7 separate regions of the Mus musculus genome follow, and regions 2, 3, 4, 5, 6 and 7 are each linked to region 1. Evidence: chromatin contacts called from public HiCAR-type and promoter capture Hi-C data. All regions are on one chromosome and are shown on one strand. The core of a region is the stretch at or near the end of the contact, and the rest is flanking DNA. Distances in the headings are between cores, read along the strand shown.

The links. Promoter capture Hi-C pulls out the DNA fragments that hold promoters and counts their contacts. HiCAR-type assays count read pairs that join an accessible place to other places.
Region 2: a contact with region 1 is called in a promoter capture Hi-C map of hippocampal neurons, with 7 times the contacts expected there. The contact joins the promoter of Tbck here to the promoter of Bdh2 in region 1. A contact is called at or near these places in 2 of 39 promoter capture datasets (hippocampal neurons and pre-B cells) and 2 of 115 datasets of contacts at active chromatin or transcription factors (astrocytes and thymic regulatory T cells).
Region 3: a promoter capture Hi-C map of pre-B cells shows a contact between it and region 1, with 5 times the contacts expected there. The contact joins the promoter of H2az1 here to the promoter of Bdh2 in region 1. A contact is called at or near these places in 13 of 39 promoter capture datasets (the 3T3-L1 cell line, 3T3-L1-derived adipocytes, the C10 cell line and 9 more) and 6 of 115 datasets of contacts at active chromatin or transcription factors (astrocytes, embryonic forebrain, embryonic limb bud and 3 more).
Region 4: a HiCAR-type map of astrocytes shows a contact between it and region 1, with 10 times the contacts expected there. The contact joins the promoter of Lamtor3 here to the promoter of Bdh2 in region 1. A contact is called at or near these places in 5 of 39 promoter capture datasets (cranial neural crest, frontonasal cranial neural crest, liver and 2 more) and 4 of 115 datasets of contacts at active chromatin or transcription factors (astrocytes, embryonic forebrain, pro-B cells and 1 more).
Region 5: a contact with region 1 is called in a promoter capture Hi-C map of pre-B cells, with 12 times the contacts expected there. The contact joins the promoter of 4930579F01Rik here to the promoter of Bdh2 in region 1. A contact is called at or near these places in 3 of 39 promoter capture datasets (cranial neural crest, hippocampal neurons and pre-B cells) and 1 of 115 datasets of contacts at active chromatin or transcription factors (astrocytes).
Region 6: a promoter capture Hi-C map of liver shows a contact between it and region 1, with 4 times the contacts expected there. The contact joins the promoter of 1110002E22Rik here to the promoter of Bdh2 in region 1. A contact is called at or near these places in 3 of 39 promoter capture datasets (hippocampal neurons and liver) and 1 of 9 other capture datasets (adipose tissue).
Region 7: a contact with region 1 is called in a promoter capture Hi-C map of second pharyngeal arch cranial neural crest. The contact joins the promoter of Dapp1 here to the promoter of Bdh2 in region 1. A contact is called at or near these places in 8 of 39 promoter capture datasets (the 3T3-L1 cell line, the C10 cell line, cranial neural crest and 4 more) and 1 of 115 datasets of contacts at active chromatin or transcription factors (astrocytes).

Annotation. Positions count from the first base shown.
Region 1 is chr3:135,279,873-135,282,572 of GRCm38.p6, forward strand. It overlaps Bdh2 (3-hydroxybutyrate dehydrogenase, type 2), which reads left to right and starts at 1,349. Exons shown (of 10, transcript NM_001172055.1): 1 at 1,349-1,496. Gm46826 (a long non-coding RNA gene) reads right to left here. Exons shown (of 3, transcript XR_001783991.2): 3 at 2,560-2,700.
Region 2 is chr3:132,682,770-132,685,469 of GRCm38.p6, forward strand. It overlaps Tbck (TBC1 domain containing kinase), which reads left to right and starts at 1,375. Exons shown (of 26, transcript NM_001163455.2): 1 at 1,375-1,625. Aimp1 (aminoacyl tRNA synthetase complex-interacting multifunctional protein 1) reads right to left here and starts at 1,110. Exons shown (of 7, transcript NM_007926.2): 1 at 1,024-1,110. The coding sequence starts at 1,025.
Region 3 is chr3:137,863,204-137,865,903 of GRCm38.p6, forward strand. H2az1 (H2A.Z variant histone 1) reads left to right here and starts at 1,284. Exons shown (of 5, transcript NM_016750.3): 1 at 1,284-1,493; 2 at 1,930-2,007; 3 at 2,317-2,430. The coding sequence starts at 1,491. Gm43403 (predicted gene 43403) reads right to left here and starts at 1,123. Exons shown (of 2, transcript NR_169184.1): 1 at 762-1,123; 2 at 484-634.
Region 4 is chr3:137,917,223-137,919,922 of GRCm38.p6, forward strand. It overlaps Lamtor3 (late endosomal/lysosomal adaptor, MAPK and MTOR activator 3), which reads left to right and starts at 1,333. Exons shown (of 7, transcript NM_019920.2): 1 at 1,333-1,441; 2 at 1,651-1,696; 3 at 2,699-2,700. The coding sequence starts at 1,688.
Region 5 is chr3:138,192,495-138,195,194 of GRCm38.p6, forward strand. 4930579F01Rik (RIKEN cDNA 4930579F01 gene) reads right to left here and starts at 1,337. Exons shown (of 9, transcript NM_001374685.1): 1 at 1,101-1,337.
Region 6 is chr3:138,060,795-138,063,494 of GRCm38.p6, forward strand. 1110002E22Rik (RIKEN cDNA 1110002E22 gene) reads left to right here and starts at 1,448. Exons shown (of 3, transcript NM_001370862.1): 1 at 1,448-1,504. All of the region lies in intron 1 of Gm5105 (predicted gene 5105), which reads right to left.
Region 7 is chr3:137,980,261-137,982,960 of GRCm38.p6, forward strand. Dapp1 (dual adaptor for phosphotyrosine and 3-phosphoinositides 1) reads right to left here and starts at 1,289. Exons shown (of 9, transcript NM_011932.3): 1 at 1,059-1,289. The coding sequence starts at 1,159. The region is part of intron 2 of Gm19708 (a long non-coding RNA gene); the gene reads left to right.

The DNA of each region.
Region 1 (2,700 bases), core at 99-2,598:
AGGGAAAGACAAGTCTATTAGAGCAAGGAGCACACACAGAAGTGTCTGCTGTAATAAGCTGCCGTTTATCCTGCAGGTGTGTGGCAGACGCTGGGCTTCACCTGCACACCATGTCCCCTCCTCACCACCCTGGCAGAGCCGCTGTTTCCTTCTCCTCCATATAAGAACGCAGAGCCGCTGTTTCCTTCTCCTCCATATAAGAACGCTGTAGGTTGGCCAGTTTACAGGTCCTGCTTACTCAGCTATTTCAGGGAGACATAGGATTTATGTCTTTTTATTTTTAAACTGGGCTCTTTTTTCCCCTTTGAGGGGGTCAGCTGTTCTGAATAAGGGTCTTCTGTAGTCCAGGCTGGCTGTGAAGTTCTAAGCAAACTTTGTGATGCTCTTACATCTATTTGTGCTCGGTGCTAGCACTCTGGGCTTTATACCGTGCTAGAGACTGAAGCCAGGGCCTGAGGCAGGAGCTTGAGGGAGGAACAGAAAGCACCCACACACTGAGCAGCACAGGAAGCCACCCTGTGCCTGCCTTAAAGGACCAGCTCTCTGTCTTGCTCTGCTCCGTCCAACCCACGTGCATCCAACTGACTGACTGTGAAACCCACACTTTAGGAGCCACTCAGAAAGAGGAGCAGAACCCAGAACCTTCTGGGAGGCATCACTTTTCTCTTCAAGAAGGAAGCCCTCAGAAAGTACAGCCTGCGTCCCCAGCAGACCTGCATGGCTGGCCAGCCCAGGTGACAAAGGAGGCTCGCAATCTGATAGCTTTGTTTTGTAGCCTTTGCAGTGCCAGAGCCCATGGCAAAGTGTGCCAAATGTGTCGAGCCCCTGGATTTATGCAGGACATTCACACATGACCTCCATGATCACTGTGACACTAGCCAGGTTAACTCACAAGTCTCCGACCCAGCCAAGACCTAGCCCTTTCCTCGTGGCTCCTGTAGTCTTCAACCAACTTGATTGCATGATATTTTGCTCTGTTCATTTCAAGATTCCCATCCTAGCTGGGTGTGCTCCTCGGCTCAGGCCCAGTGCACTCAGGATGCCAGCATTCTGCAGCTGAGGGATTAACGTCAGAAACAAGACTTTAGCCCCAAGGAAGTTTTCTTTTCCCCGCTCAAAGCAATCTGGGTTAAGAGCTAGGAAGACCAGAGTATTTAGTGCCTCGGGTCCCTTGTGTGTTTTCCAGCAGCCTTCCACCTTCCTGGCCATTGGATCTGGCCTGCTAAGTAACTTGCACAAACAAAAGACAGGCCTTTGTTTGGCGTTCACAGTTCCACGTTCTGATCACTAGATGGCAGCATGGACACATCTAAAGTGCACGGCTGTGGCAAACACTTCTTAAAAGCTTACTTAACAGGCATTAGCAAAAGGACTCGGAGGGGACCTGAACTCCACCTCCCAGCGTGCATTAATCAGCATGTGACTTCTCCTGCGCAGAGATCTGAAGTTTGTCTCCTGAAGGAATCTGGAGGACTGTGTGGACTCACTCTTCTAAAGTAAGATATTTTTTTCTAATCACTTTCGACAAAACTTTTGGGGACTGAGAGTTGTAGCTTGTGTTGCCATCTTCTCCATATCGCCGAGTTGAAGATGCATCTTCAGTTAGTGTGGGAGTTGGGAATCCTCTTGTATTTATTAGAGTTTGAAAATAGCCAAAGAAAGACAACTGTTCCAGTATCTGTCCTAAGTAAACTGGCTCGTGAAAATATTTGGAATTCCAGAAAATACTCTGAGCCTTTTTCTAGTAAAAAGAAATTTAGGGTTTTAGTACAATCTTTAGAAGTAGGAAAGTCATTATGTTAAGAGTGGGTTAAGTTTACAATTTCTGGACGTATTCCCACTCTAAACCCCACCCTGTTACCCCCCCTCCCCAAAAAAAAAACAAAAACAAAAAAACAAAAAAACCCATGTTGCCTTGAGACTGCTTGGAGGTCAGCTGGAGAAAGGTTTAGAAGTAAACAGAAACTAAATTTTGTGCCTGGTTGCTTCTGGGTGGTCTCGGGGGTCATGGAGGTGCTTAAGAGAGCACTGAGCAGGTGCCTTCACTGATTCTCAACCTGTGGGTCGCGACCCCCACGCCTAGGTTCTATCTAATTAGATATTCTGAATGTCAGGTGTTTACATTATGGTTCATAACAGCACCAAAATTACAGTTGTGAAGTAGCAACAAAAATATGGGTCACCACAACATGAAGAACTGCGTTAAAGTGTCGCTGCATTAGGACGGTTGAGAACCAGGGCTTTGGTGGGCGAATACCCAGGGTCCCTTAGTGAAGGCCCTGGACTGTGAGTTTCTTATGCTGTACTCAGGGTCGGGGGAGGCAGGGACGGCTCATCCCTTCCTAAAAGCACAAGTTAGCTTTCTCTCAACTCCTACCACACTCTAAGTGAAATTTCTCTCTGCGTGCTACTGGTAAAAAGCAAAGCAAAGCGTACTGCATCAGAATTGGGGAGACGCCATGAAGCCAGATCCTGTTACCCAGCATGTGCGCATGATTGGATCACAGAGTGGGGGTCATCAGTTGGCTTCAGAAGCCCCTCTTACCGTGTGACTGTGTCGGGCTGGATCTCAGAGGAAGGCTCTAATAGGAACCTAACAGGATGGCTTTTATTAGGGGAGATACTGTTGTGGGAGAAAATGACAAGGAACCAGGTGACGATGGGAGAGACTTCAGATGGATCGAGGCAGGGAGAAGGCAG
Region 2 (2,700 bases), core at 125-2,624, 2.6 Mb before region 1:
AAGCTGGGTAACATTACTTGGCCTTGGAAAACCTTCTATGGCTTTCACTCCCCCTGATTAGCCCACACTCTCTGTCTGCATCATGAATCCCCTCTCTCAGTTCTGAGCCCACAGGCATTGGTCAGACCCCTTCATACTTTGGTAAGTTTCTGTTGCATGGCCTTCGCAATGGCTTGGCCTTATGACTGACTGTACTTCTTGAAGGTTTTCTCTATTGTTAATTCTATTTGTGTCACCTCCTTCCTAGAAAGCCATCTTTTCCTTGAGAACCTTCTCTGGCAACCATGTCAAATAATCTACCTTTTTTTTTTTATGGCTTAATACCTTTTCTGTGCAGTACTTATAATCTAAAATATTTAAGTATAAAATGCCAACACTAAAAAGCGTTTAGTGCTTGTTGCAGGGAACCCAAGCTCAGGGCCCAGCACTTACACAGGAGCACACAATCACAGGTAACTCCAGGTCCCAGGGGTCTGATGCTTTCTAGCCTCCGCGTTTACCTCCACACAAGTTTTGCACAAAAACTCACTCGGGCATGAACACATACCCATAAGTAAAACATATCAATATTAAAATACAGAGTGTTCACCTTACTTTTAATGCTGTACTTCAACAATAAGCCCTAGCCGAGAGGCAACGACTGGGATTTTTGTCCGTTTCGTTGACAGTCATTTCTACTTAGTTTATGGATCTTTACCCAATAACTAAACTGTTGCCGGGAGTATAGTGGTAGCTGGTGTTTCTAATATCTGTTGAAATCAAGGAATCTCCTTCTTCAACCCGTCCTCACGTACAAACACTGGAAATCCTTTGCACTCTCACTTAAAAGGAAACAAGGTAATGCATTCACCCCCTGCCTCCAGTAGCATGCTCTCCCTCGGCCACGTATTCATTGCCCAAACTAAGTTGAATCAAAAGGGGGCACGTGGGTGGAGGTTTTGACCGCGCTTCCCACTACTACACAGAAGGTCAGGTTCTTTTTCCCGGGTGAGAAAGGGAAGAACTCTGGATCGGGACACTCACATGAAGCGGTGACCCAACCGCAGCTCTTGAGCAGCCTCAGCCGGGAGAAGGAAGGGCCAGCCTCCCGCAGTCCCCGGCAGCGAGAAAGGACCCAGGAGGCTGTCCCTGATAAATGCCTGAGCGTTTCACAGTTTCACCGCTCATCGGCCGTCCGCTGCCTGCGCCAGCTCTCTCCCTGTACCACACTGAGCTCCCATCTCCCATTTCCTTCCTCCCTCCCTCCGATCTTCCCTCACTTCTTTCTCACTCGCTACATTTGGCTGTCTGTCTGGGCAAGGGACAGGCGGCCGGAAGTTTTGGGGTCTTCCCCCGGGGTTGCGTCTCGGCGATGTGACGTCATGAGCAGTGGCCGACCCGAGGCGGCGGCGGGGGAGGGGGTGCTGGGCGCTGTCAGTGGAGCGAGGTGCGCGCTCACCCTCGGGTTCTGAGCCGGGGACCCGGGAGGCCCGCGCGGACGGAGGCGTGTCGCTCCGGCTGTCACCTTCCCTAGGCGGCCTCTTGTAGACGCGCCTGAAATGCAGGACACGGCCCACTAAGCACTGCCAGGCATAGCTTCCGCGCTTAGGAGCTCAACCCCCCAATCTCTGCGTCCCCAGATTCAGGCAGGTATTCTGGTGTCGCCGCTTGCCTGGCGTTAGTGGGTGGGACTTGTGGGACAATCAGGTACTGTGAGTGACCCGGCCATTCTGCAGGAACCCATAGAACCAATCTGTGGAGCTGCTTGCTGTTGTGTTTGTCTCCAAACTTCCTTCTCCCTGAAGCCCAAGTTCACCGAGTCTTAGAAATGCAAATACGATTTTACTCTGGATAAAATCCACGTCTCCCCACTACCCCTCTTTTTTCCCCCCTTTTCTCCTCCTCCTCCTCTTCTTCTTCTACATTTTCGACTCACGTGAGTCATCTCCAATCTCTTTAAGAGTTTACATTGTGTCTTGTTCATTATAGGTGCAGGCCATGTTTGTGGTTTTCAGTGTTCTGGCTACAGAAACGTCAGACTTAACGTAGAAGTTTCAAAGTATTCCCTGAGTAAATTTTCCAAGCCAACTACCTGCCTACATGGCTTTCTCTTGTAATCTCTGACTTCATCGTTTTCATTTTTCACTCTCTTCTAGTTACCAAGTGTGAGCACCTGTGTGTGTGTGTGTGTGTCAATTTTTTGTTCGTGAGCTTCATGCACACCAGAGAGATAGACTGATACTGAAATTTGTTTTCTTGCTTGTGGTTTATCTTTTTGAGTCATAAACACTTGTCTGATTTTTCAGTTGTATGTTATTTAATGTCTATAACGGAAAATCTAATATATCATTGTAAAAGTTAAATATTAAAATGCTGAGGTTATGTCTCACCTTTCCTATGACTTCAAGCCTGCTATGTAGATATAACTTTCTGTAATTTTGCATCTACTCATTGAATAAGAAGTTAAGATTCAAGTAGACTTAAGCTAGCTCACAGTATCGACAAGATTCAGAATAGTGGTCATAACTATTTTCACATGAACTTTTGAGTATGTGTTTTGACTCCTCTATTATGATGAGAATAGCACTGGCTCTCTCCATTTATCACCAAGAAAACAAATTCGCCTGTGTTACCAAGTTTTCAGGTCCATTAATTCTGAAAGCCTATGGGAGACTTTATTTGGCTCCCAATGAACAGAGGAGCCTTGTGCTCTACAGGCTT
Region 3 (2,700 bases), core at 34-2,533, 2.6 Mb after region 1:
TTCTCTTCATATTACTATTCAATTATGTAAAAAGTATAAACCGGTGATATAACTCGACGGGTGCTAGCTGTGTGAGAGTTGACTACCTGATACCTGAGTTTATCTCTGGAACCCTGGAAAGAGAGCACTCACTCAAGTTGTCATCCGATTTCCACAACTATAGTAATGAGGTGAGCACCCGCGCCCACCCACATGGCCACACAATCATGTTTAATTGAAAAGTGCTACGTATTAATATAAATGCGAAATTCGCAAGACTCAGATAATTATGGTCTCCAAGCAGCGAGTGATAAATGCAGGTGCTGTAGATCTACTAACTGCACGTCTAAGTGGCTGGCATCAGGACAGTACCGTGTGTACAAGTCTATTTTTTTTTTTAAGCCCAGCATTTGTAACTGATTACATGAACCATCTGTAACTGCTTGTGAATCATGTTACAGTTACCCCACTGACATTTACCAACATTTGTCATGTGGCAAAATGTTTTAGTGTAGGAAAGCTGACACATAATAGCTTTAATGTTTCAACAAATCAACTTTAGACACTAGGCTATAGGTGCATCCCATTGATGCGAAGTCTTCGCAAAAATATGGCCGGTGACTTCATTATAAAAAACCGCTTCATCCCAAGCTTCCTGTGTGTAGACAAAATTACTTGTTATCCCCACGGTAACTTGGCTCCACTGTTGTTATGAGACAGGATGAGGGGGGTGAGGGGTAACAAGAGGTGAGGACAGAAGTGGAGGAAGATGAAAAAACTACCGGGGGTGGGGTAGGTGACACTTTTATCAGGGAAGTGGTTCACCAAGTAGAGGCCGAGCTGAGCTCTTCTTGCCGGACGCCTTCGAGCCACCTGTCAGAAGGCAGGACTCTGAAGGAAACCGAGATCTGCGGACACGAAAGGCCAGGCCAGAGGGCAACCGAGAGGCGCCGGTTGTCAGCGAGGGGGCCAGGCTAGACCGGGAGGGAAGCTCACGTGGTCTCCGGAGCACCGCGGGGGAGTGGAGGGGGGGAGGCTGCAGCGGGGAGGACGCCAGCGCGCGCTCCTCCCCAGCCTTCCAGCTCCTCCCTCCAGGCACGTGACACCACCGTCCACTCGCTCGGTGGCGCAGCGCTCTGTTGCTGCCCTCCCGCCGCGGCGCCCCTTCTTCTCCCGGTCCTCGTCCCGCCGCATCTCCTCCCCCCCTAACTCATCCCCCACGCGCCAATCATCGCTCGAGCTCCCGAGCGCCCGCCCCGCCACTCCGCTGTGCGTTCTCCCATTGGCTGGAGCCTCAAGGACGCGTCCCGAGGGCGGGAGGCAACCATTGGTGGGCCGAACCGGCCGAGTTCCCGGATGAGGGAACATTCTGCAGTATAAAGGGCGCGAGGAAGGCGGGAGACGGCGCAGTTTGAATCGCGGTCCGACGGAGGAGTGGGCGCTGGGATCTCGCTGAGCGTCCGCCTGGCCTCGTCTCTTCCTCGCTCGTCGGAGCTTCAGCACGGTCCGAGATGGTAACGTGAAGAGTGACGGCGGGCGGCCGCGGGCTGCAGGCTCCGAGCGGGCGGGGCCGCCGTCCCCGGGGCTGGGAGAGGCGGCGGCGGCGGCGAGTGGGAGCGTGCGGGGACGGGGTCGGGACGAGCGGAGGGGAGGTGTTTTCGGAGCCCCGGAGCTCCAGGCGGGAGGCGACGGTTGGGGGGGCGCGCACGGCGCGGCTGGGAGCCGGCGCGGGGGCGCGCAGCCGCGGCGGGCTCGCGGCAGGGGTCGGCGGGGGAGAAGGGCGGGCGGGGGGCGAGCGGCGGCCCGGGGTCCCCGGCGGGGCGGGCGGCGGGCGGCCGAGCGCGCGCTCGCTCGCCTCCAGGACGCGCTGTGGTGGGGGAGGGGCGCGCCGCCTTGGTAATTCTATCTTCTCCGTCCCTCCCGGGCTCGCGGGCGTCGGCGGCGCCGCAGGCTGGCGGTAAGGCTGGAAAGGACTCCGGAAAGGCCAAGACAAAGGCGGTTTCCCGCTCGCAGCGAGCCGGCTTGCAGGTGGGTAGCAACTGCCGCAGTCGGGTGACCGGGCCTTTATGTTTGCACCCCCCTTGCTTGTTTGTCTGCACCCTCCATGGGTGTTCCATCTTAGCATGAGTGATGTGTCGCGACTTGGCCCTGCGGAGACAGTGAATACTGGGGTTTGGGGAGGGGGGGCGTCGGATCACATGTGTGTTAACTGGCGGGGCGCGTTGGTGCACCACCACCGTCCTTGGCTTTGGCGCGCACATCTTATCTTAACGAATTTCCTATCTTTGTGCATTTTTTTTCTTGTTTGTTCGTTTGTTTGTGTGCATAAAAATCAAGTTCCCTGTGGGCCGTATTCATCGACACCTGAAATCTAGGACAACCAGCCACGGACGTGTGGGCGCGACCGCCGCTGTGTACAGCGCAGCCATCCTGGAGTACCTCACCGCAGAGGTAAGCGGGAGTACGCCTGTGATCTGGAAAAGCTCTGGGGGGGCGGGGGAAAGTGGCGAGAGAGGAGGAAAGTGATGCAAGAAAACTCGCAGGCCCTAAGAGCGGCGCGCAGACCGAGGGAGCGCTAGAGGGAGCTCGCGTTCAGCCGAGGAGGCTGCTGGGCCAGAGTGTGCTGCTCCTGCAAATGCAATTGCGTGCCCCTTCGGGGTTTTTTGGGTGGTTTTTTTTTTTTTTTTGCATAATTCTGCATAATTTTATCATTCAGGTAGT
Region 4 (2,700 bases), core at 83-2,582, 2.6 Mb after region 1:
GCACAGTGGGCCAACCAATGCTATCACAAACACGCTGGCTCACACAGCTGAGCGGGCCTGCCGGAGATCAAGCCAGCCAACATTCTAGCATGCAGTGGGGATGGTTGGTGAGCCTACCTACACTGAAGTGCTATGGGCAATTGATGGCTTCTGAGAGAGGTGTCAGTGTTCTTTAAGGGTGATCTCTGGTAGGTTGGCCATGCTCCATTGGCTAGTCCCACAGGCCCCGGAGATGATCAGCCCAAACTGGACTTGATAGGTTATGGGGGCGGGGGGGGAGGACACAGTTTGAAGGGTACAGACATGGGGGTGAACCTAAGGGGAGTTAGAGCAGAAGAGTCAGGGGTAAATATGATCAAAATGCATTGTATGAAATTCTCAAAGAATAAAAGTATTAAAACTTTGTGGAAATGAAAAGAAACTTGAGTGGCGATTTAGTAAAAGAATTCCAAAGTAGGTGCTCCTAGAGAGCTTACCGTTTTCTTTAACGGTACACGACTGTTAACATCTGCAGCAAAAGCCATCAGCTTCCATTCCCCCTCCCCGCCCTCCCCCCACTCCCCCCAGCTCAGGCAGCCACTGGGGAGTATTTAGATCCCAGGTGATTTTCGTTTGTCCTCAGGGTTTCTACCAGAGTCTCCTAAGCGGATTACATGGCTGCCCTCTACCACAAAAGAGTTATCAACGCGTCAGTAATGAGAAACACCGGGCCAAAGCAAATGGAGAAGCCTCCCTTTTGCTAAGCTTTCTTGCCTTGCCCTTACAGTGGGCTTTCTTGAATGTACAAACACCAACAAAAAATATAGGCAGTTTTTATTTTATTTTAAGAAGATACAACAAATGCAGGCCCAAGAGCCAAAGCAGGCAGCCCAGTGCATGCGTGTTCAAAACGGACTTAGCAAACGAGCCCATAGGCCCATGGCTCCTGCACTTCTAGGTAAAAACCCAAGAGAACATGTGGTAGCAGCACCGTTAGGAAACTGGCTTGTAAATTAGGTTATCCAAGGACCTGGGACTTCTAATAAGTAGGCTGCTCAGTTTGTTCTCCTCAAACGTCTTCATTCATAAAGATTTACATAATGGGTCTGGGAAAGGTGTACACATACTCCGCACAGGATCATCTTCCGTTGTAGGTGAGTTGGATGGAAATTAAGGTGCAAGGACCGCAGATGCCAACCCAGCTGCTCGTGGCGCAGCGCGCAGGCGCAGGAAAAAAAAAAAAAGCCTCCAGGGGGCGGGGCGGCCGCGCGCGCAATTTCCGCCCGGGTCTCCCCGGAAGTTCCGAGTCCCGGTACTGGAGGGTGCAGCAAGTGCTTCCTGGATCCCGCGGAGGTCACGAGTAATGTGACAGCGACTTGACAGGCGGCTTCAGAGAGGCGACTGAACTGCGGGAACACCGGGGCAGGTCTTCCCAGGCTGGAGCGCGCGTGCGTCTGCAGAGGTCGCCGCTCCTCTCAGCTCGGGGACAGAGTGGGTGGGGAGAGGTGGGCTGGCCACCGGGCAGGGTCCCCGGGAACCTCCCCACTCCCTTGACGGAGATCCAGGGCTCTCGCTTGGCCCTGGAGAGGGTGGATCTCGTGATGCTGTCTGGGTCTGGAGAGGGTGACTAAGCCTCGGGTGCGGGGGAAGTCACGGAAGTTTTCCTTCCAGGAGTGGAGATCGATTCTGCGAGGAAAAGGGGTTCATCATGGCGGATGTAAGTTGACACCCCTTCCCAAGAAAAAGGGGAGGTGGGAGGTTTGCATACGGCTTCTGAGAGGAGAAAGGTAGAAATGTGTTTCAGCCTCGCCTCTCTTCCTGGATTTGTAGTAAGGACTTGCAGGGGCCTGAGCTTCTGTCAGGACCGGTTGTGATGGGCCACTAAGGTGCTTTAGCCTCAGAGAACTATATATTCTTCCACCTCCTAATCCTATTGGAGCATACAAGAACTCTGTGTGGGTGGCACTGGAAATTCTGAAGGATGACTGGCCGCCCTTCCAGTCAGTACCTGTTCATAGGACAGTGCTCTGAATCCTCTCCCAGTAAATAATGCTCTTGGTGTCTCAGTAGGCAGTGTTGGGAGTCTAAAAGGATGGCTAACGCGTGCCCCCTTAACAAGCTATGTTCCGTTTCTATGTGTCTGTTTAAGACGAGAGCAAAAGTAAGTTTGTGGTGGTAACGTGGGAAAGGACACTCATTCAGTTTGGGAGATAGAGGTTCAAAACAGCACACATTTAGAGTGGAGGTCATAATTGTCAGTATCTTTGCCAAGAAGCTGAATGTTAGAATAGTTTATCGGAATTAGGATCATTTAAAAAAAAAAATTCATGGGCAATCTGGATGCCCGGACATGGGAAGAGATTTATAGAGGATTCTCAAGTGAATACGGTAGCATCCGGATGTAAAATATTAGGAAGCACGTGACCTCATTTTACAGCAAATCTGTATTTGTGTGTCCCAATTCCAAGTACACTGACATAGCCCTTACTAACCTTTGACAGCGTTCTTAGGTTGTAGGGTCTGTGATTATCCCTGTAGACATGTAACGAAGCATATAATGAAACTGAGGCCTAGAAAAAGGTTAACTAACTTCTCCCAAGTTATACACGTCAGAGATGAAATGCCAGTGACAAGTGGTGAGTTCATGTCCTTTAGGGATAGGGACAGGGCTAGAACAGCACAAGGTAATAATGGTCTTTTAAAAATTATTCTCTTTCAGGA
Region 5 (2,700 bases), core at 87-2,586, 2.9 Mb after region 1:
CCAAGGACCCAGACTCGTTTCCCAGGACCTACACTGGGCAGCTCAAAACTGCCTACAAGGCCAACTTCAGCGTATCTAAAGCCTTCTGGCTTCCACAGCTCTTTGTGCACGTGATGCATACCCATACATTCAAGTAAAACTTTGTGTGTGTGTGTGTGTGTGTGTGTGTGTGTGTGTATGTATGTATATATATTTAATATAAATTAATTGACAGAAGTTTCAAAGATACTTCCGAAAGCAAAATTTCCTTTCTTGTGGTCTCTTGATTCTACCCATGTATCAGTAAATTATCGAATTTTATTTAAAATAAGGGAAATACAATCCTCCAAAGAGAAGGATTGGTGAAAAAACCCAGTTAATGTTATTCAGAAAAAATGCCCTGCCCATTTGCATAAAATATTAATACCCTTAAGTTCAAAATAGTACACACATAGCACACGGGTTTACAAAGGGAACAGACAGGATAAGGAGGCACTGTAAGTCACGTGCGGTGGCCATCTTGTACAGCTGTTGCTGGAATCATGAACACTGCTCTCCCACTCTTCCAGCCCAGAACACACCACAGTTGTTCCTGGGACTTCTTCTCATACAGGATGTATTGTTCTGGGTATGCACTTTCTCCAAAAGGAGTCCTAACACCCCCTTGTAGCAATCCCCATTGTCACCCCAGCCTCACCACCTTCTAACCCCTTTTCTTCTTCAAAGCACTCTTCATAGCACCTGCTCCTCCCTGCGTTTTGTTTTTAAACATGTCACTTCTTCATGGCTCCTTTCAATAGGGTGTCATCATCAGGCGTGCCTTGATTTACCCCGGTGTTTCATCTTCTTTCCTGCTGTGCACACACCTGGTATAAACTCAACAATTGCTGTTAAATGGGCTAGCAATTTTTCCCCACAAGATAAATGTCTCTATGAATAGTGCAGTGCTGTTAGTACGGACGGTCTCCTCAATATAAGTGACTAACTTTAAAAGACAGCATCCTTTTTTCTCAAAATGGCCTACTTGGTTCTTGTATGCCTTAAAAAGCATATTTGAGACTCATAAGTAAGCATACCCGAGATGTTAGCAATTGTTTCTAACGATGAATAGAAAATTATACCTGAGAACGGCTTTAAAAGCAGATAATTTAACTGATAGAAGCTCAGGTCTGCCGATGGCCTTCCAGCCTCATATTGGGTCTCGGCTGAATTTTGTTATTTCCTTAAATCTCGGACTTAAGGAGATTTTATCGATGGAAACAGCTGACTGTCTGATGCCTCCAAAAGAGCAAAGCGGTGTCTCTTCAGTTTCTCCCACTCACACTCCAATGGGTCCAGGTGCCTGCCTCCCTGGTTGTGAGGAGATAGGTTAGCAACGGATCAGCATTGTGGGAAATCTAAGTTCCAGAACTCTGTAACAGCCATTGCTCCAGGCCGCTTGTTACACAGCTTCACTAGCATGGCACAGTGCATCTCTTGCTGGTTTCAGACGGGGTATGGTGGATGTGCTGCGGATCTCAGGAAAAGAGGAAAGGGAGAAAGTCAGCCCAGTGCGTGCTATGTGACAGAAACAGCGGTGGCAGTGGGGTTGCTGGGAAGGCCTCCCAGTCATTGTGAAAGGACACCATTTGAGTCTCAGGGGTGGGAAGAGGCGGTCTCAAGGCGGGGGAGGGAGGTTGAGGAAAAGAGAATAACAGAGTACCCATAACAGGAAAGGGGAGGGCTCGGAGAGCAAGCGGGCGGGGCAGAAGGAGAGGGGAGGGGCATGGTGAGGGAAGGGATGGTGGAAAATAAAGGAACAAAACAAGGTATGTATTAAAGAACGTCACAATGAAATCCATTACTTTGTATGCATGATTAAAAATAAATTAAGGAGAGTGAGAGGGAGGAAAAAAAATGAGGAGAAGCTGGGTGTGGTGACCCAGTCCTATAGTTCCAGCCTTTGGGAGAATTAAACAGAAAGATTGCCCGGGCTACAGAGTAGGACCCTATCTGAAAAATCAAAGTGACAACAAATAATGGGCAAAGTTCCTCGGATGTCTAACAAACTTCTCAGGAGTGATTAGCGAGTAACAGCAAGAAATGCAGCGCTTGTGTTCCTGAGCTCCTAGAAACAGCATTTTAACTCTTTACCGTTTACTGTCTTGTAATGTGCTCACTCCCTCTCCACCCCTTTCACATACACCCCCAACAGCTCCACCATCCTTACCACAAGGTCTTCATAGAATTGGCAGCATTCTGTTCCATCCGTCAACCTCCCAACCCATGAGCTGAACATACCTTGTTTTCTTTGTATGTCAGCTGGTCTCTTACATTTTATTATAGCAACATGAAGCTGACTGGGGCATAACATACATTAAGAATGTTTACATGTGCCGGGCAGTGGTGGCACATGCCTTTAATCCCAGCACTTGGGAGACAGAGGCAGGGGAATTTCTGAGTCTGAGGCCAGCCTGATCTACAGAGTGAGTTCCAGGACAGCCAGGGCTATAGAGAGAAAGCTTTTCTAGAAAAACAAGCAAAACAAAAACAAAACAAAACAAAAAGCAAAGAATGTTTATATGTGTAGCATAAACAATCGTGTTGTGGGGCATCCACAAGAGAAGACTGCTCAGATGTGGGTTTAAGCCAATAGAAAGTCTTATTAGTCAGCCTACAACCCACACCAAGTGTCTGGGATCCCAGTGTAACTCCAAGCCCTTCTTAGGGTAAGCCTTTAAG
Region 6 (2,700 bases), core at 198-2,697, 2.8 Mb after region 1:
CTCCTAATCCTGCTTCTCCATGTCTTTGGACCAGCTGGTCCCGGAGGCGGGCAGTTGGCTAAAGGCTATGAGACAGCTTAATTAGCCTGCGATGGGTATGGTCCTGTGACACCCCCCCCCCCCATACACCTCATAGACTTGTACTCAATTAACTACTTAAGGTTGGTTGGGTCCACCTCACACCCAATTTTAACCAGGGCTGCAGCATTTGATTATTGGGAAAAATGGTGAAAAGCCCTACAGAGGCACAAGCTTTTACTTAGCCTCGCTTTTTTTTTTCAGTCCATAAAGTGGAAACAATAACTACTTTTTAGTCATATGATTATGGAGGGCTTATTTCAATAACCACGTACCTTTTAGTACATTAAATAGTATGATAGGGCACCTTCTTTCAGATGCCAACTTTCACATGTCCATCCCTAGGCTTGGAAAGGTGCTAGCCACGTCCTAGGTCTTAGGCAGTGGTCCCCAGAAAAGCCTTCTTCACATAAGTGTGTGCTGAGAGCGATACACATCTTTATGGAAAGACCTTCAACTCAATATAAAGCACCACTGTCTCTTCCCTGCTGTGCCCCAGACAAACTAAGAATGTTTGTGGTTGGCCAAGGGTTTGGCATTGACTCTGAGGTTAAGTTTAACCTAATACATCTCTTCGTTTCCAGTCTAAGGTTTGCCTTCTGTGAACGGTTTCTTCTCTTGAATAGCACACTTAGTTATCTTATTATGCCAGATTTGGAGACCCAAAATATAAGCATGACCTTTAATCAGCTGGTGGGTGGTCTGGCCTTCGTTCTTCACTTCTTAAGTCATGTTAAGGTTTTACATACACTGAACTATCTCAGAAACCCTTCAAGGAAAGCTAAGAGACTTTCTCCTCAGAGAGAAATGTAACAACGCTGAGTCACTTCCTTTGTTGCTCCTGGAGTTCCCATATAAAGTTATCAACAGGGCATACCTTGCCTGTCTAACCACGCGTGCCTGCTCACCATGGGTTAATACTGGCAATATTAGTCACATCAATTGCTCAACACCTGAGGTCAGGCAGGCAACCACTGAGTTCATCTGTAAAAAAGTGATCAGAGTCATCTGTAAGAATAAAAGGCACGGTGGCTACCCACCTGTAAGAATGAAGGACACGGTAGCTACCCATGACTCCAAGCTACTCCACTAGATCTCAGACCACCCCTTTTCATGGTACCATAAACTAACCCAGAACTCTGAAAAACACCAGAAGGGAAACCGTGTGGAGTCCTTAATTGTCTTCTTTACCCTAAAGTTGGCTGCTGTTTTTCTATTTATACATTTCTTTTCTTTTAATAGTCAGCCCTACTATGGTGTTTCAGCTTATTTGATTTTAAACCACAAAGGGAATTTTTGGTTTGACTTAAAAAAAAAAAAACCTTTTGGAAATTGACTTTATATGAAGGAACCCCCACTACCACCATATCGACACTGGCATTGTTTAGCTGGAAATCCTTGAAGGAGCCACACACCTATTCTGAAGGTAAGAACCCACGTTAGAACCGAACCAGGCTGTGTCTGATTGTGGGGGAGGGGGTTGGGGGGAGGTGGGGAGCTTGGCCAGGGCTGGGTTCTCAGAGAGGGGAGACCTCAGGAGGTTTTGCGGAACTTTGGGTATTAAGAAATTATGGTGACCAGTTGTAGTCTGGGACCTTTAATCCTAGCACTGGGGGAGGCCGAGGCAGGTGGATATCTGAGTTCGAGGCCAGCCTTGAAAACACAGAAAGAAAGGAAGAAAGAAAGAAAGAAAGAAAGAAAGAAAGAAAGGAAGGAAGGAAGGAAGGAAGAGAGAGGGAGAGAGAGAGAGAGAGAGAAAGGAAGGAAGGAAGGAAGGAAGGAAGAAAGGAAGGAAGACAGGGAGAAAGCAAGCAAGAAAAGGAAAGGAAAGGAAAGGAAAGGAAGAAAGAAGAAGGGGAAGAGGGAGAGAGAGAGAGAGAGAGAGGGAGAGAGAGAGAGAGAACATTACCATATACCCTGTGTGTCAGAACTTTCAGTTTTATATTTTGCTAACCACAGGAAGAAACTCAAGAAAAAAAATCTGTTGTGTTGCGATGACAGACAGGGCCATATGACAGCGCTAGAGTGATTCTTCCTTGGACTATACAGAAACTCTCGCCTCTTGATTAGCCAGGAAGCACATGTGTCTCACACTGTCTTGGACTATCTCCAGGGCTTTCTTACTGCCCAAGGCATGGTCAGCCTCAAAGAAAAGTAAAAATGGCGAGCTCAAAAGTCTGCTTGCCTGAGAGAAGGGGACTATATTTAATCCATTTTATTAACAGAATCGTGTTCCTTAGCCCCCCAAGTCCATAAAGTGTTCTCGGGTTGAATATCTGAAATAAAAACAAACAAACAAACCTCAACCAGTTACATAGATTATTTGTGGTCATGCAGATTTGATAGTTGACGGGGTAACAACTCTGAATGGTTTTGTGGGGACCCACCTTGACTGTGGGGACCCACCTTGATTGCCTATCGTAACCGTAAAGGTCTCCAGCTGGACTGCCTAGGTTTGAATCATGCCCTACCTCTGTGTCTCAGGTTCCCCGTCTATAAAATCAGTATAGTAATTGTACTTAATTCATGTGGTTCTTACCAGAATTCAATCATTAATATGTGCGTAAATGTTAAAAATGTTCCTAGTTAGTTGTACTTACTAATTAAGAAACTAAGATTTGG
Region 7 (2,700 bases), core at 39-2,538, 2.7 Mb after region 1:
GTGGAGGTCTGCCGAGTGGGTCCCAGGACTCAATCTCAGGCTTAGCCAGGCTTAGCCGCAAGCACCTCTACTTGCTGTGCCAGCATAGTGCCGTGAGAAATTTTACAGTAACACAATATAAAATGATACAATCTCTAGTGTAAACAGAAATTTCAACCCATTCTCAGAGGAGGATGGGGCCTCTGGCAGGTAGCTGTCTCAGCTTTGTTATTTCACTGATGTGACCGATAAGATGGGGTTTAAAACCCTTTCGTGTTTATTGCCATCCTATGCAAGGTGACAGTATGTCTTTATGTCATTGGGTGATGAGGAATTCCAGCCACTTAGGTAGACAACAGGTCCAGAGTCCTCTCTCTTGGGAAACACAAGCGTGTAGGTGCAAGGCTTTGTCTCCAAGGAAACCTCCTTTCTTGTCTGAGTAGCCCTTTTTTCTTTACTAAATGTCCGGATGAGCTGTGTCATCAGGGTCCCTTCTGATGAACTCTGATGATGTCACCTAACCTAAACCTGTCTATCTGAAGCCAGGCTGTTGTTATCTTGTGTCTAAAGGCTATGAAAGAGCTCCCATTGCTGTGTGAGAAGGAGGCACCGTAGAAACATGATTGTCGTACAAACTTCCTCATTCTTTTTCTTTTGAAAAAAAAAAAAAATCCCTCTTACTCACAGCCGTGTAGTCTTTCTGTTTATGGAACCAGTGACACAGTTCACTGCCAAGAGGTGCACTCAGAGTTCTTCCACCTCACTTTAATGATAAACTAGCCCAGTATCAAAGAAACAGACGATTGTATGCACACTCCCCAGCTGCTGAAGGATGCCCAAAAGTTGATTTTTTTTTTATCACATTCTCTCAGTGTAACTGTTCTCACTTTTAGAAAAATATCTTACACTTTTACAATGAATCAGCGCCCCCAGAAGGAAGTTCCTACAGGTCAATTAAACTGGCCAGGTAGACGACCATCAGGTGGCAGTGGGAAGAGACTCGAATCCTGGAAACACTGGTCAGAGCGGCGATTTTTCAAGGAACTGGGAAGTTGTACTCATCGAAAAAGCGCTCTTACCCCAAATCCTGGAGCAGGTCTGTGCCTCCATCTGCTCTGCCCCACAGCTCTGAGGGATCCTGGGTACTCATGTTCCCTCCTAGAAGTTCTGCTCTGCCCATAAGTTCCTTTGCTTCTGATGGCTGACTCCCCGCCAGGTGCTGTATGAAGAGAGAGATGGGATCGGCTGCTGCTGGACGCGCTGCTCCTCCTCGCTAAGGCAGGAGCCGGCTGGGGCTGAGTCTCTGGCTAGCAAGGAAGTGAAACTTGGTTGCTCCTCCCACACTGCCTCTGCCACCGTGGGCCTGAGGCATAGGCAGGGGTGTTCTGTCAGTCAGGAAGTGTGCTAACTAACCCCTCTGGCAGCAGAGCACCTCAGTCACCACAACGTATTGTCAAGTTAGATTTTGCCAAAGAAAACAGAAGGACCACCCGCCCAACCAGGATGGGGCGATTAGGTCAAACTCTTTCTAGGAGTCCAAACTGTAGCTTCTCCTTACCAGGGTTTGCCTGTAGTTTGGGGGGGGGGGCGGGGAGGGGGCTATGTGCACGCGCACACCCACCTCACACAGCGGCACAAGGAACACCGAGGAAGCTTCGACGTCAGATACATCTTCTGAAGGGGTTAAAAAAATTATAGGTAAACAACCAGTCCTGCTCTAACCTACTTTGTTTCTGGTACTGGCTCAGGATTTCTTTCCAATATTCCCTTGAGGTTTCTGTAGGGGAACACTTGTTTCTCTTATGGAAGAAGGTTTGGGGGCAGAGGCTGTCGCCAACATGCCCAAAGACCTGGGTTCCATCCCCGCACCCCATAAGATCCTGTAATCCCAGCACTCTAGAGGTAGGGGCAGAAAAGTCAGAAGTTCAAGGCTATCCTCATCTACTTGGTGAATTTGAGTCCAGCCTGGGCTATGTGAGTCCCTGTTTAAAAAACAAACAAGGCAAAGGACTGAGTAAGAAGGCAGAAGAAAGTTAAAGAACAGCATCTGTCGGGGGTGTACCCAGTAGGCTGAGCTACGCTGTCCGGGGGTGTACCCAGTAGGCTGAGCTACGCTGTCCGGGGGTGTACCCAGTAGGCTGAGCTACGCTGTCCGGGGGTGTACCCAGTAGGCTGAGCTACGCTGTCCGGGGTGTACCCAGTAGGCTGAGCTACGTACGCTGTTCGGGGTGTACCCAGTAGGCTGAGCTACGCTGTCCGGGGTGTACCCAGTAGGCTGAACTACCCTGGATGCAGTGGTGTTTAGACTCATAAAGAGGAAATTCCATCTGCCTGGATGTGTATCAGTGGATGGATAAAGAGCTCTCTCTCTGCATGTTCCCCCTCCAATATCCCAAGATGAACTAGGGTTCATCTGAGGGCTGTTCCATTTGGTATCCTAAAGAGACTGATAGAACGAAGACCTTGTTCTACACAGGCTGCCAATGTCTCCTTAGGAACCGTCCTCTCTTCTGTTTCCCAATGGTTCCTGGGACTCTGGCTTTCTCTGGTGAGAAAGTCCTCAGTGCCTAGAGGCAGTCCTGGGGAGAAGCAGCTCTGAGAACACACATATAACGAACCGGCACACACTGGCTGCTATAGTTCTCTCAGACAGAGGAATATAAAGTGTCGGGCAGTGGTGGCGCATGCCTTTAATTCCAGCACTTGGGAGTCAGAGGCAAG